Regions from separate parts of the Rattus norvegicus genome. Here region 1 is linked to region 2. Evidence: chromatin contacts called from public Hi-C data. All regions are on one chromosome and are shown on one strand. The core of a region is the stretch at or near the end of the contact, and the rest is flanking DNA. Distances in the headings are between cores, read along the strand shown. Region 1 overlaps Dnm3 (dynamin 3). Region 2 overlaps Dnm3 (dynamin 3).

The links. Hi-C and Micro-C count contacts between places; a contact is called where the count stands out from the background.
Region 1: a Hi-C map of the A7r5 cell line shows a contact between it and region 2, with 2.6 times the contacts expected there. The contact joins two enhancer-like sites. A contact is called at or near these places in 3 of 12 Hi-C or Micro-C datasets (the A7r5 cell line, the Rat2 cell line and kidney).

The regions. Positions count from the first base shown.
Region 1 is chr13:77,204,460-77,210,907 of GRCr8, forward strand. Dnm3 (dynamin 3) reads right to left here. Exons shown (of 21, transcript NM_138538.2): 8 at 3,273-3,408; 9 at 1,138-1,205. Among named protein-coding and RNA genes, the nearest start is that of Mir3120, 86 kb to the left of the region's middle. Within about 2 kb of position 3,887, at least 27 of the 93 cell types and tissues checked have an H3K27ac peak or open chromatin away from gene starts, as enhancers often do. A contact at or near this core is called in the A7r5 cell line, where this site is marked.
Region 2 is chr13:77,028,819-77,036,099 of GRCr8, forward strand. Dnm3 (dynamin 3) reads right to left here. Exons shown (of 21, transcript NM_138538.2): 16 at 5,513-5,622. Among named protein-coding and RNA genes, the nearest start is that of Mir199a2, 84 kb to the right of the region's middle. Within about 2 kb of position 4,158, at least 12 of the 93 cell types and tissues checked have an H3K27ac peak or open chromatin away from gene starts, as enhancers often do. A contact at or near this core is called in the A7r5 cell line, where this site is marked.

The DNA of each region.
Region 1 (6,448 bases), core at 2,637-5,136, 180 kb after region 2:
AAGCCAGTGTGCTTGAATGTCACCGCATTATGACATAGGGCCTTTGACAAGAATCTAGATTGTAAGGGTGAGACTCTCAGGAAGGAGATTAGTGTCTCATGGGAAGAGATCAGAGAGCTTGCTGGTCCTCCTCCAACCACATGCAGGCACTGTGAGAGCTGAGCGGTATGCACACTGGAAGGAGCCCTTCGCCCAGCCAGGTCAAGCTGGGGAATTCTGATCATGTGATCTCAGCCTCCAGAACCATGAGAAACAGATTTCATTGTTGATAAGCTACGCTGTGAGGATTTGTTATCTAAAGCCTAAGAATACTGAAATACAAAATAAGAGAAGACCGCTACTCTCGATGAGAGGAGTTCAGTTTCTAGCTCACTCCAGGCCACATTCATGCCCCTGTCACTCCTGTCTCCCAACCACACTACCAGCAACACCAGAGCATAAGGCCCCAGCTCCACTAAGACTGACCACACCCAGCCATCCTCTGCTTGATTCCTGCCACCATGCCTTCCTCTACACTGCATTATTATCTTCCACCCTTCAGGCCCACTGCATGAGTTCTTCATACACATCTACCTATGTCTCTTCATGCTTACTCACACACACACACACACACACACACACACACACACACACACACACACTCATACACTCTCACACAAACACAAATATAGGCACAGAACACACTATTGTTGAAATTATTCATTACATAGAAATGGTTCCATTGAAAAAAATAATTACCCTTCTTAATCTTTCCTGATTTCTCCCCACAACCCCAAATTATTCTGCCAGTTCTCCAGTGCATAAGCAAGTCCTCCCCAGTTAGAGACCCAACAGAATCTTGTTCACCTACTTAGAGATGAGTAGAATATTCAGCTCTTATTGGGAAGAGTATAGGCCATGGCTACAAAGGTTTGTAATCATGATCATCATCACCACCACCACCACCACCACCACTATCATCATCATTAAAAACTCTCTAGCAATATAGAATATTTGCACTAAGTCAAAAACCAAGGTTTCCTTTTCCTGACGTCTACCTCGCTCCTTTCTTCTGATGATGCAAACTACTTTACTGGGCATTAGAAGTGCTCATTTTCTTTGGGTAGCTTGAAGACAGGAACGAATGTGATCACTTGCCTGATCCCGTGTATGTTTTTGATTGCATAGCTTATTTCTCTTCTCAGTTCTTTCTCATTGAACTCCATCTGCCGATGCAAAGGGAGCCACAGTTATGACACTCAATTCTTTTGGATAATATTATTGAAGGGTATAGAATGAGGATAACTTGACTGTTATTAATAAATGGATACTCATGCCTTTTGTAAGCTAAACCCAGATGGTCAAAACATCTGTTTATATGGAGTTCAAGGCCACAGGGAACACTGGGGATTTTTGGAAGTTCCAATGGATCAGAGAATTTTTTTTAACTCTGTTATATATGAGGAGTGCTGTTCATAAGGAATACCTCCTGGCCATAAACCCAGCCACTCATTTGAAACATAGAATTCCTTTCACTGGATGCACTAAAGTGGAGGCCCCAGGAGAATGCATAAATGGGAGTGTCTTCTGATGGGTGGCCGACACACAGCTGTCTTTTCTTTCTGGCCATTTCGACCACCTGACCATAAGACCTCTTTATAAGAGGAAATTAATAATACCTTAGGAAGCCAACACAGGATGCATTGCTATATAAATATTTCCCAGAAGTCTTAGGCACTACAAATCTACTTGGAAGAAGGATCAAAGTGTCATAGGACTTAGTCCCGAAGGGCACATCCAGAGAGCACCGGATCCAGCTTTGAGGGGGATGCAGCCGTTTCCAGCCTCGTTCACTGTCCATTTCCCCCCTGTGCTCTCATCTCGGAGTAGTGACTTGCCCTAAGCCTCGATCATATGCTGTGGCTTCAGGGTTCAGAGTCTCTGTCATTCCTCCCTTTGTGTCACGAACATTTGCTCCCCCTTTCCTACCTCTTCTCGCTTAGCTAGCTACCCACCCTTCCAAACTCGGCTTTCACGGCTGGCTCCCTGGCATACTTGGGCTGGGATTCCTGTGGGTGGTGTTTCCATAGCGCCCTGTGCTGAAGTTTGTCACTTTACTTAACGCATTTTAATAAAACGGTCTATTTATCCACCGTCTTCCCACACCAATATATAAACACTCGCCTCCTCATATTGAGGCAAGTGGCAGGCGCGGTCTGTAAGCTACTCAGCTGCCTCACTGAGCGATCAGCCCTAGCAAACTCAAACAACTCTCATTTCCTTCCTACACACTGACACTTTCCCTCAGTTCCCTCATCTGATGGGCACCATTGTTCGCTCAACGGCAAGAGACAAACCTCAGGGGAGTAATTTTGAGCCTCTGGTTTCTATCTCTTGAATTGATCCAAGCCTGTCTACCTTACCCCTAAATTCCCACAGTCATCCATTTCTCTCTATTCCTTCTCGTTACATCATTTTGACTGAGAAACTTTAAAAATGGACATTTCAGAGCTTCCTCCTTGCACAAGATCCCTTCTAAGACCACGTACCCGACCATGTGTTTGTAATTTTCTTTTCTTTGTCTTTAAGGGACTCCTGCGATTACAGAAGCTTCCGGCAGAAAACATGGCCCATCCATCTCTGGGCAGGCCCTCCTTTTTTATTTTTCCACATCTAATGCTTGCCCCTCGGTGATCCAGCAGGCATAGTTTTCTTTGGGGACTATCAACCCAATAAGATAACAAACCCCTGTGTAAAATGCTCCTGTTGCTTTCCACTGTGAACCATGGACAAACTGGATGGATAGCTTCTTCCCTTAAGTGAGCCTCTCCCAGGGACGTTTTACAACACTGATGTCTTTGTGCTGGGCTGGTCATGGGTAATATGCCCTTCACTCACAGGGAACCTATCTAAATACCCCATGGAAGGGAACCTTTGCATCGTGTCAATGTAACAACACTTGAATTTTTCTTATGTTGTCTATTTTTTTTTTCATTTTCCTCACTAGATAAATTCAACCCCTTTCTATCTTGGTCACTGGTACTTTGGACCGTAAGAGAGTCTCAGAAATATTTTAAATCCGACAACTGATAAATATCAGGAAAAGCTGAAGTATTGTTTCTTGAAGTAATCCCTGTGAACTCACTGAAATCAGAAAAGAATATTCCGAGTACAAAGGATTCTGTTCCAAGGACCCTGTTGGTCCTGTGATACATCACAGTACACCAAGAGAGCTGCAAAGGAGAGCAGAGGATGAGGTGGGACAAAGGGAGGAAGGAACATTGGTTACAAACCTTCACTATCTCAAAAGGAAAGCGTTCGTGGAAAATGCGATTGATCTTAGCACCGCCAGAGAGCTCTAACGTGTCTACTTGATCCCCCGACCCTTCGATTCTCTTCTCAAAGTCCACAGCGAACTGTTGGACCATCCTAGAATCGAGAAAGAGAGAGAGAGAAATAAACTCGAGTTAAAGTTAGTTAAAGATGCTTGGCTCTCCCGTCCTCCCCCGATTTTACTGCAGGCGTAGCTTAGACACCTTTCCCGGCGTTCTTAGCGACACCTACTGGTGAAGTTAGCACCGCGCATCATTCAGCTGTGACCGGGCCCTTGCAGGAACAGATTTATTTTACACATTTTAACTGGAGTAAATATTTTAAATATCATTCTCTTTAAATGTGTTGTATCCATTGTGATTACAACATGAAATGTATTTAAGGAACACTTGGATTTAAAAAGTTATGTAATAAATCTTTAGTAGAAAAGTCAAGTGAGCCTCCACTCCTGTGACTCATACCTGCCTACTCCTCGCTCCTATCGCTGAAACACCCACAGCCACACACAACCACAGCCGCATCTACCTACCCAGCACTCCCTCCCCACATATACAGAGCGCAGACTCCTTTTCTCCCTCCAAGTACGGCGCCTCAGTCTGGCCTCCTCACCCTACAACTTTGTTCTGGGTGCTCTAAGGGTGACCAGAGCTTCAAAAGTCATCGAGATACAGTTTCCCCCAGATGCCACAGTTCATAGGAGTGCCTGGCCTGCATATGCAATCAAGTGCTGGACTTGTATTTTTCTCTTAGCTGCCTCAGATCAAAACACCTAAAGCGTGAGCTGCTTAAACTGCTTCCCTTCTCTCAGTCTAAAGCCTGCTGATTCCCCCACACATACACCTCAGCTCAGCCCTCAGCAACCTCTTCCTGGATTATAAAGGCACCTCTAGGTTTCCGTCCTGATTCTAGGATTATGTACGGGTCAGAACCTACCCTGACACAGCCACACAAACCTGCCATCACAGACCCCTCTAAACCAGTTCTGGTTTGCTTTTTTTTTGGTGGGTTCCCACAGTTTGGTTTAACCCCTTAGGTAGGACTCTTTGTGCTGTGGCCTTGGCTGTTCTTGGGGCTGATCTCTTGCTCAACAACATGCACCATCCGATCCAAACACAAAGAATCTACTGCCCAGTTCCCAAATGTACCATGCCCCTGTAGTTTCCTATGTGCTTTGAGTATTTACAGCGTCATTGACTTTATCCCCTGCCTGGCTAATTTCCTTCTGTTCTCAAGACTCAGCTCAAGTATTCATTCTTCTGAGAAACCCATCATGACCAGGGGTCCTCATCTCTCACATCATCTGCCACTGCCCAGAGGAAGGGATCCTCTGCTTCTTCAGCCTCTTTCTAACAAAAGTCCTATCAGACCACATCACCACTGTTTGCTTCCCTTCAGTCAATCCCTGGAGGACAAGGGCATGCACATAAGAAATGCTTAATAAATATTTGTCCTGTGAATCAATTAGCTATCTCAAGCCAACTGCTTAAACTAAAAGAGAGAGGGAAAAGAATTCCCACTTGTGATGATCCGTTGGTTTAGAGGTTCTAATTCTGACATACTAGAATTACTACCTTCAAATTCAATATCTAATAGAAAAATACTTTCAGGTCTTCGGAAACTTGTATTTTTATTGTCAAAAATTGATTGGATACAGTGGGTCAAAGTAATTACCAGTTATTTAGCCATGCTCAAGTGTCTGCTCTTTTTAATGGTTTTTGTTAAATGCCTGGAAGGTTGTGGTATATGCATTAAAACACTAGACATTTTTTCAAACTTCCCCTCTATAAATCCGCTGTATTGGAATAAGCTGTCCCTGAGTTTGCTCTATTCTCCTTAAGCCTAACATATAGCCCTCATACTTCAGGGCCTTGAGTATCACTTCTGTCTGGGAGTTAATACCTTTCTTCAAATGTACCTGACTCCCCCTCTGGGCGCCAATATTCTGTGCTTGTGATAAACAGCATTCATTCGCGTCTATCTAACACAATCCATCCTTTATACGCTTGTCTTCACGGTCCTCGCTTTGAGTGCAAAGCGTCACGTTCTTTGCTGACTGCCTGGTAGGTCATGCAGAGCCGGAGTCTGAGTACAGTGCACAGAATGATGGCGGGAAGAGGGAATGAAGAAACATGTCAGGAAAGATAGGAGCGCATACGAAAAGAAGATGGATCAACAGCCTAGCCAACGGTCTAACGGTCGGATATTCTGCAGTCAAGACCCATGAAGTGACAGAGGCAAGGACCAGTGTTTGCACCCTAGCTTCAGATAGATGTAGAGACAGTGATAGTGATGTATGACCTCAATATAAATACATTTCTTTCCTATACAACTTGAAGAATTTTTATAAGCATTTAACCGAAGACAAGAAGAAACAAACAAATTTGGATATTATTCTACTCTTTAAGAAAACATTCATCTTTGTCATGGTATTATTTTAAGTGAAAGACAGTATGATGTCATTAAGATGCCACTGAAACTATTTGAATATCTAGAAATCTCTTTTTTTTAATAAACTGAAAAAACACCATTTCAATACCTTTGTGACTTCTGACCAAAGCAAGAACCATAGAATGCATTTTGATGTATCCTTTCACATTTGAAGGAAGATTATGTCTTGCTCCCACTCTTTCCAAAGAACTGTGGCAGTAGGGTAATGTTAGATCTATGCTCATCTGGATGGACGATGAAGTTCAAGTTGTAGAAGGACACTTACGGAAGTCATCATGTAAAGCAACCCAGGTTTACAAGAAGAAATATGTCACCTCCACTGAATGTGTACATCAGAAAGGTGCTAATGGCATCGCTGTTCATGTGGGGCTCACCCCAGGACGTTGTTATCACCAGGCTAAAGCTGGACTACAGTGGGAAAAAGTTCCCAGAACAGAAATCCAAATCTCACCAAATAGGGAAGACAAATAGAAGGAAGAAACTATTGGGAAGGAGAGTGGCTCAGAGGTCCTGGTGCACACAGATAAGGACTGAAAAACCCAGGAAAGTTAAACATGCAGGCCTGTCTCTTCAAAGGAAGGAGATGTTTGCCATCCCACACAGAATCCTGGGAAAGGATTTAGCTTATGACCTGGTGACCTTGCTATCTGTAGGGCCAGACTTCACCCAAATGTTATGTCTGTTTATC
Region 2 (7,281 bases), core at 2,908-5,407:
CGATGATAGCTTGTAGTTTACTATCTGGTGAAAGCCCTACTCAGAAAGATGAGGTCAAAATAAAACATTTTAAGGAAAAGAAATACCAGCCTAAGGATTTTAACCAAGTAGAAGCTACAGACAGGATTTCTTCAGGTTGTCCTTCCATGTGAAGAACTAGGAAACCACAACAAAACGGATTTAATGCAAGAAGAAAGGTGAACAAGTATCTTGGAAATTACATCAGTAAATGTAAGCTCTTACCACGTTTACATTTGTGGCATATTCTGTTGACTAAAGTAGTGGGGAAAATCAAGGCAGAATTCAAATCCTGGCACCAACAATGTGGAGGTGGAGATCAGAAGAGGGGTATCGGAACCAAAATGCCTCAGGTTATTTTAGAAAGAGGATAAAAGACTAACTTACAACTTTAAGATGAATAGGATGTTAAAGTATTAAGAATGTAAAAGAGAATAAACACAGTGTACAACTACCAAACTTAGGAAAAGTAAACCAAGAAGTCAGGAGGTGGGGGGTATTATATAGCAAGGCATGATGAAGACTTAAAATGACACTCAAATTCAAGTAACTCAGTGATAATTACAAAATATAAATGGACTAAAATCATTAATGCTCCCCTTGGAGATTTTATATTATATTCAAAATAAAAAATTCCAGACATATGCTACTAAAAGGCACACTGAGAAAGAATTAACCAGGAGATATGCTTTATTGACATCAGACAGAGCAAATCTTAACAAAAAAGAAAAAGACCATTATGAGAAATAAAGACTATTGCAAAACCGCTCCTTAAAATCACTTGGCATTCTAAGTGTGTTTGCTAAGACCTTGTTTTGAACTTAGTTATGTGAGTGTGCGTATGCATATGTCCATGCGTGCATTTGTACACATGACTGCAGTGCCCATGGGGGCTAGAGGAAGATGTGGGGTCCCCCAGAGCCGGAGTTACAGGCAGTTGTGAGCAGCCTGATGTGGATGTTGGCTGTAAAAGTAGTAATGTATTCTGCCACTGAGCCACCACTCCCACCCTACGAGTTCTAAGCTTTAATGAATACAGACATGGATTATCCTCAAAACACATACAAGGAATACTGAAAGACTTGCTAAACTATTCAAACTCACAGCAAAGAGGGTAAAGTGCAGTTGCCTATAACTTTTCAATGGTTTTCCTGGTCAACTCTCTCTCTGGAATCACTCTGCCTTCAAACGTTTCTGTCTGCTTCATTCACGGTTGTATTTTAAAGCTTAGAGGAACATGATACACAGTGGCTGCCTAATGGCGCTTGGTGAGTGTTTGAATTAGTCAAGACGAAAACAAGATAGTAGCAACAGAGACCAGATAATGCAATCAACAAGCGTGACCCAGAGACCTGCACTTCTAACGTGTAAAGACACGCCGTCAAACATGCATGACATACTTAAGAAAATTCAGAACGGGCCAGACCGCATTCTCTGACCACAGTACAATTAAGTTAGAAGTAAACAACAACAAGACAATAAAATTCTCTGCATTATAAGACATAAAACACATTTCGGAGGAACTCAGAGGGAAGGGGAAAATCATACAGGAGACTTAGTAACAGAACTGAAGATGGGTGAAATCATTATAACCAATATGTGTGGCAAGAGAAACACGAAGAAGAAATGTGGCAGGAAATGAAAAGGAGACTATTGAAGTAGAAAAATACACACAACAAAGAATAAGAAAGCCAAGAGCTGTTTCTTTAAAAACAACCCAAAGCTCTAACAAGTGTGATCGGGGGTGAAAAGAGGTGAGGTTTAATATTAGGGATAAAAGATGCCAAATCTCAGATACACCAGAGATGTTAAAATAAGAGAACAAGAAGGAATTTGGGGCTAATTTATTTTAAAATAAATGGAGTGGAGAATTTGACAGAAAAGGAATAATTTACTAAACTCATCTAAATAAAATAAAGACAATCTCTACAATGTACAATGATTAAATAGATCAAGTCCGAGTTAATCATCCTCTTGCCAAAAACACCTTTTGGTGGTGGTGGCTCCTTAGCCCCAGCCTCAGGTGAGGAGCTATTGACAGATGATGACTTCTGGGGAAAGAACAGGCAGTGATTTTAGAAGTACGGCCTCTGGCAGGGTAGGTTGATTATGCTCCAGAGGATGGCCCCATACCCATTGGAATGGGGCAGCCCAAATTAAACTTGGTGGGTTATTTAAAAAAAAAAACTGTACAATGTTGGTAGGAGGTGGGGAAGTAGGGGATGGATCTGGGAGGAGTTGGGGGAGGGAATGAGGGGGAATATGGTCAAAATACGCTGAATACTTAGATGAAATTCTCTAAGACTTAGTAAAAAATGTTAAAAAAAAGAAAAAAAGAAAAAACCAACAACAAAACAATAAAAACAAAACAAAACAAAAAAACCAAAAAACAACCTTCCAAATATCATCCTGAGTGAGCTAACCCAATCACAGAAAGACATACATGGTATGCACTCATTGATAAGTGGCTATTAGCCCAAATGCTTGAATTACCCTAGATCCCTAGAACAAACGAAACTCAAGACGGATGATCAAAATGTGAATGCTTCACTCCTTCTTTAAATGAGGAAAAAGAATACCCTTGGCAGGGAAGGGAGAGGCAAAGATTAAAACAGAGACTGAAGGAACACCCATTCAGAGCCTGCCCCACATGTGGCCCATACATATACAGCCACCCAATTAGACAAGATGGATGAAGCAAAGAAGTGCAGACCGACAGGAGCCGGATGTAGATCGCTCCTGAGAGACACAGCCAGAATACAGCAAATACAGAGGCGAATGCCAGCAGCAAACCACTGAACTGAGAATAGGTCCCCTGTTGAAGGAATCAGAGAAAGAACTGGAAGAGCTTGAAGGGGCTCGAGACCCCAAAAGTACAACAATGCCAAGCAACCAGAGCTTCCAGGGACTAAGCCACTACCTAAAGACTATACATGGACTGACCCTGGACTCTGACCCCATATGTAGCAATGAATATCCTAGTAAGAGCACCAGTGGAAGGGGAAGCCCTGGGTCCTGCTAAGACTGAACCCCCAGTGAACTAGTCTATGGGGGGAGGGCGGCAATGGGGGGAGGGTTGGGAGGGGAACACCCATAAGGAAGGGGAGGGGGGAGGGGGATGTTTGCCCGGAAACCGGGAAAGGGAATAACATTCGAAATGTATATAAGAAATACTCAAGTTAATAAAAAAATAAAATAAAATAAAATAAAAAGCAAAAAAAAAAAAACAACCTTCCAGACTAAATTCTCAATGATGTAAAATCCAGATGATTTTAGTAGTGAGTTCCATTAAACATCCAATTACAGGTTAATCCCAGTTTTAAACAAAACTGTCACAAAGAACAATTAGGGTTTTACAGCATGTGATTGTATGAGAACCTTGATACCCAGAGCTGCCAGGGGTGGTGCACAAGGAGTATTTCTTGCTCAGTCTCCCTTGTGAACGTAATTGCAAAAGCTTCAATCAAACACTATCAGTTTTAAGTCAAGAATGCATGGTATTTATGCTCTGCCTTGACAGTAGGAGATGAGGAGGGCTCCTCATTAGAAAACCTATGTTTCACCACACAAGCAGATTGTAAGGGGAAAAAAAAGTCAAATTAGTCTTCTAGATGGAGATATTGATCAGTTTGCCTCAATTTGAAAGTGTACACTGAATCCCCTGCATTGAGGAACGTGAAGAATTTTCTGTTCCTCAAAGGATATCAAGTGTTTTTCTAAAACCTTTCAAATAATTCTCTTCGAATCAAAAACAGAACGGGGATACCTGCTTATGATTGACACTGTCCTGGCAAACTCAGACAGCACAAAGACCAATCAAAGGGCTCAAGATCTCAAGGAAAAAGATGATGGCAAATATAGTGTTGGGGGTGTCTGTGTCGTGGCCGAGGTCTCTGGGGAAGTGACAGAAATCAAGCTCTTTTTAGAATTCAAGGAGTCCAGAAGATAGACGATCTAGGCTCTCTAAAACTTAGAATAGTCTTACTTAGGTGATTCTTGTACTTTCTAATACCTACAGTTGTATTTTTCCCGGTTCCAAGCCCTTTAATAACAATTGAACCTTCTGGGTGGGTGGAGCGGTACCACGGTTGGACTTCCGGTATGACGGAATTCCCGAAGAGCACACCCTTGGGATTTTCAGATCCTCCGATACCCAAGAAGAGACCAGAACAGTACTGAGCTGTGCTCCTGAGGATCGTGACTACTCTGACAAGTCTTATTCGTTATCATTTTCAGTGGTGTTTGTCTGTTTGGATTTTGTTGTTTTTCTCTGCTTTGTTTTCTTCTGCACAAGGGACTTTAAAATAACACCAAGTCCTCCACGAGGGTTGGGAGGGGGGTCAGGGAGAGAATTCCATTTCAGTATTTCATTGTAGAGTGGTATTTAATTTTCTTTCCCCTTGATTCTTTAAATGGTTTGTTCTTGTGGTTTCTCCAAGTATTTTTGTATTCTGAGTCACTCTGAGCAACTGACTGGGAATGTAGGAAGAAGTCTCCTTTTGCTGTTTTGATTAACTGTCTGATTGACCCTGGGCTCCTCACTGAACCTAATCAAGTAACTTCATTCATTGCTAAATCAAGATACAAAGTAGCCTGGAAACATGGGTTAAAATTAGACCCTGCCACCTGATGACTCACTTCTCGTTAATTTACGCAAATTAGATTTTTCCTGTAACATTTCCAATTGAAGCAAAATAAAGACACACCCTTCATTACTTTTATCCGACCTTGGCACATTCCCATGCATCATTTGTTCAGTTCCACTGATTAGCTTTAGTGAACAACCACAGCTCCTGGTGATGGCTGGTGGTTGGCCCTTAAATCAAGCCTTGGTACTCTGTAGCAGCAGGGGAGGGAGAGGTTAGAAAAATGGAGTATGTAAGGAAGGGGGAGTACGTCAAAGTCCTGATGCAGCCTCCACCTCTGGGTCCAGGTCTGCACTGTGTGATCTTAAGCAAGTCAAAAGAACATGGAGACAGTGCTTTCCAACTTACAAATGGTCACCCACAAACCTTCCACCTTTTTAACCTTCTGTGGGATTGTTTCAATTCCCCCCTCCAATCCCCCCAAAAGTGAGGACTTGCAAGTTTGTAAACAGTAAACCCTGGTATGGAAGACCACAGGTAGTAAAATGTAGTTTTAAGAAAAAGACTTGGCGAGATTCTAGTGCCTAGTGGAAATCCAGGATTTAAAGATTTTTCTGACTTGTGTTTTTGTCTTTTGAATTTTGTTCGTATTTTGTTAAAAATATAAACTGAAGTCTGAGGAAAGCCAGTGCAGTGGCACTTGCCTGCAATCCCAACACTCAGGAGGTGGGGGCAGGCAGATCAACAGTTCAAGGCCAGTCTTGGCTATAGAATGAATTCCAGGCTAGCCTGAGGTACCTGATATCCTGACTGGAGAGAAAACAAAAAACAAACAAAAAAAAAAAAACAAAAAACAAAAATGAGAGAGAAAAACTGTTTCCATAAAAGCTGCTGCACTGTTGTCTTACCTTTGTTCTGTGTTGAAGAGTGCGAAGACGTGCTTGCTGGACATGAAGCCTTTCTCCACGTCCCGGACTTTCAGGTTGTCCAGTGGAAGCATATACTTCTTTTCTTTCTCCTGTTGTACAGAGGTGAGAGAGAGAGGGGATGTTAATAGAACACCACACCAATGGCAACACACCATCCGAACCAGCTATCACTTAATAACACTTGATTCCATTACCTTGATACTGTCAACCACTACTTTTACACCAGCTCCTGAGGAATACAAGTTATGTGAGACAGGAGAGTCCAGTGATTCTCAACACGTGGGGTGGGGGAGGGGAGCTTACGGGAAAGACTCAGATGGGGAAAACACATGCTCCTCTATCCTTGCCCCCTCGTGTGGGTCCCCTTAGATGTTTTGAAATGTTAGTTTGATATTAAGAATTTAGCCATCTGTTAATATTTAACAAAAATGTTCTGGTCCTAATTCAATGAGAAATGCCAGATGGATTTGATTTCACGTTTTATTTGCAGCCTAAGCAGTTTTGATAGCCAGCATTGGCAAGAGAGTGTGGAAGCACAAGGACCCTGGTATGAAATACCCCATAAATTGAGATAAAGCACAGAGAACCTTTCTTTCATTTGGGTCTGAGATAAAGTATAGGTCCACAAAAGGATTCTTCTACACAGCTCTTAAAATCTCCGGCGAGCTCTTAGCTCACTGGAGAAGAAAAACCTGTTATGATTAGATTGATATTAATTAACATAACTTCTCTTTTAAAACATTCTTTATAAAGAATATGGATAAAGAATATGAAAGGTAAGGTTTGCGAGTATAACTAGACCACATTGGTAAAACATACCAAATGCCAAAGAGTTACTAGAAACACTTTTAAAGGCTGGCCCGGGGACAATGTCTAAATGCCGATCAACCTATATAACAGGCAAGAGGCGAAGACTCAGTTCAGGAAGTCTGGTAAAAACCTACTAGTAGGTCACTTTAGCATGGTACTTGTTAAACAGTAGCCCTCTGTATGAGGAAGAACTAGACCTCAGCGCATTGGAGCGCGTACTCGTAGCTCTAATTCTAACACACACATCTACCGTTGCCTATGGGAACCGGGCCCCACACACCCATGTTTGCCAGGGGCTTGGCTGCTGTTCATGCAGCATATGGGCTGCTTGAGGGCTCACGGCTCAGGAGCACACAGCATGTGCAGTGTTGGATTGCAGGGGATATCAGTGTTCTTGCCATTTTCCGTTCCTAAAAACATGAGCAGAGTACATCACAGTACCTTCTCCCACCCCTCAAAAAAGACTCCGTACTCAACCACAAAAGTAAGACCTTGAAGAGAGAACCGCTGCAAAAGTTGGAGGAAGCTGGTTAGAAAACAAAATGGCCGACCTGGCAAACAAAGCCCTCAAAGCATTGAAGGAAAGATAAAAGGAACTCTGGGAGCGGAGGAAGCCTAGGGAAAAAACGCGTATCGGCAGAGCACTTTGAGCCTGTTCCTCTATTTCCTGTGTAAAATTAATAATTTATTCATAAATGCATGGATATGCTAAATAGCAAAATACATAACTCAAGTAAATGAGGAATCAGGGCAGAGTCCAACTTCCTTAAAACATTTGTCAAACTATTTTAGGGCAGAATTCTAAGAGGCCAGACTAGATTGAATAAAACCCTCTCCAATACATAATCAAATGAAAATGCTTGAGACCCAGAGAACATTTTTTTTTAAATTGGATGGTTTTCAATGCCCTAAATTTAAGCAGCTGGGTTTATTTATTT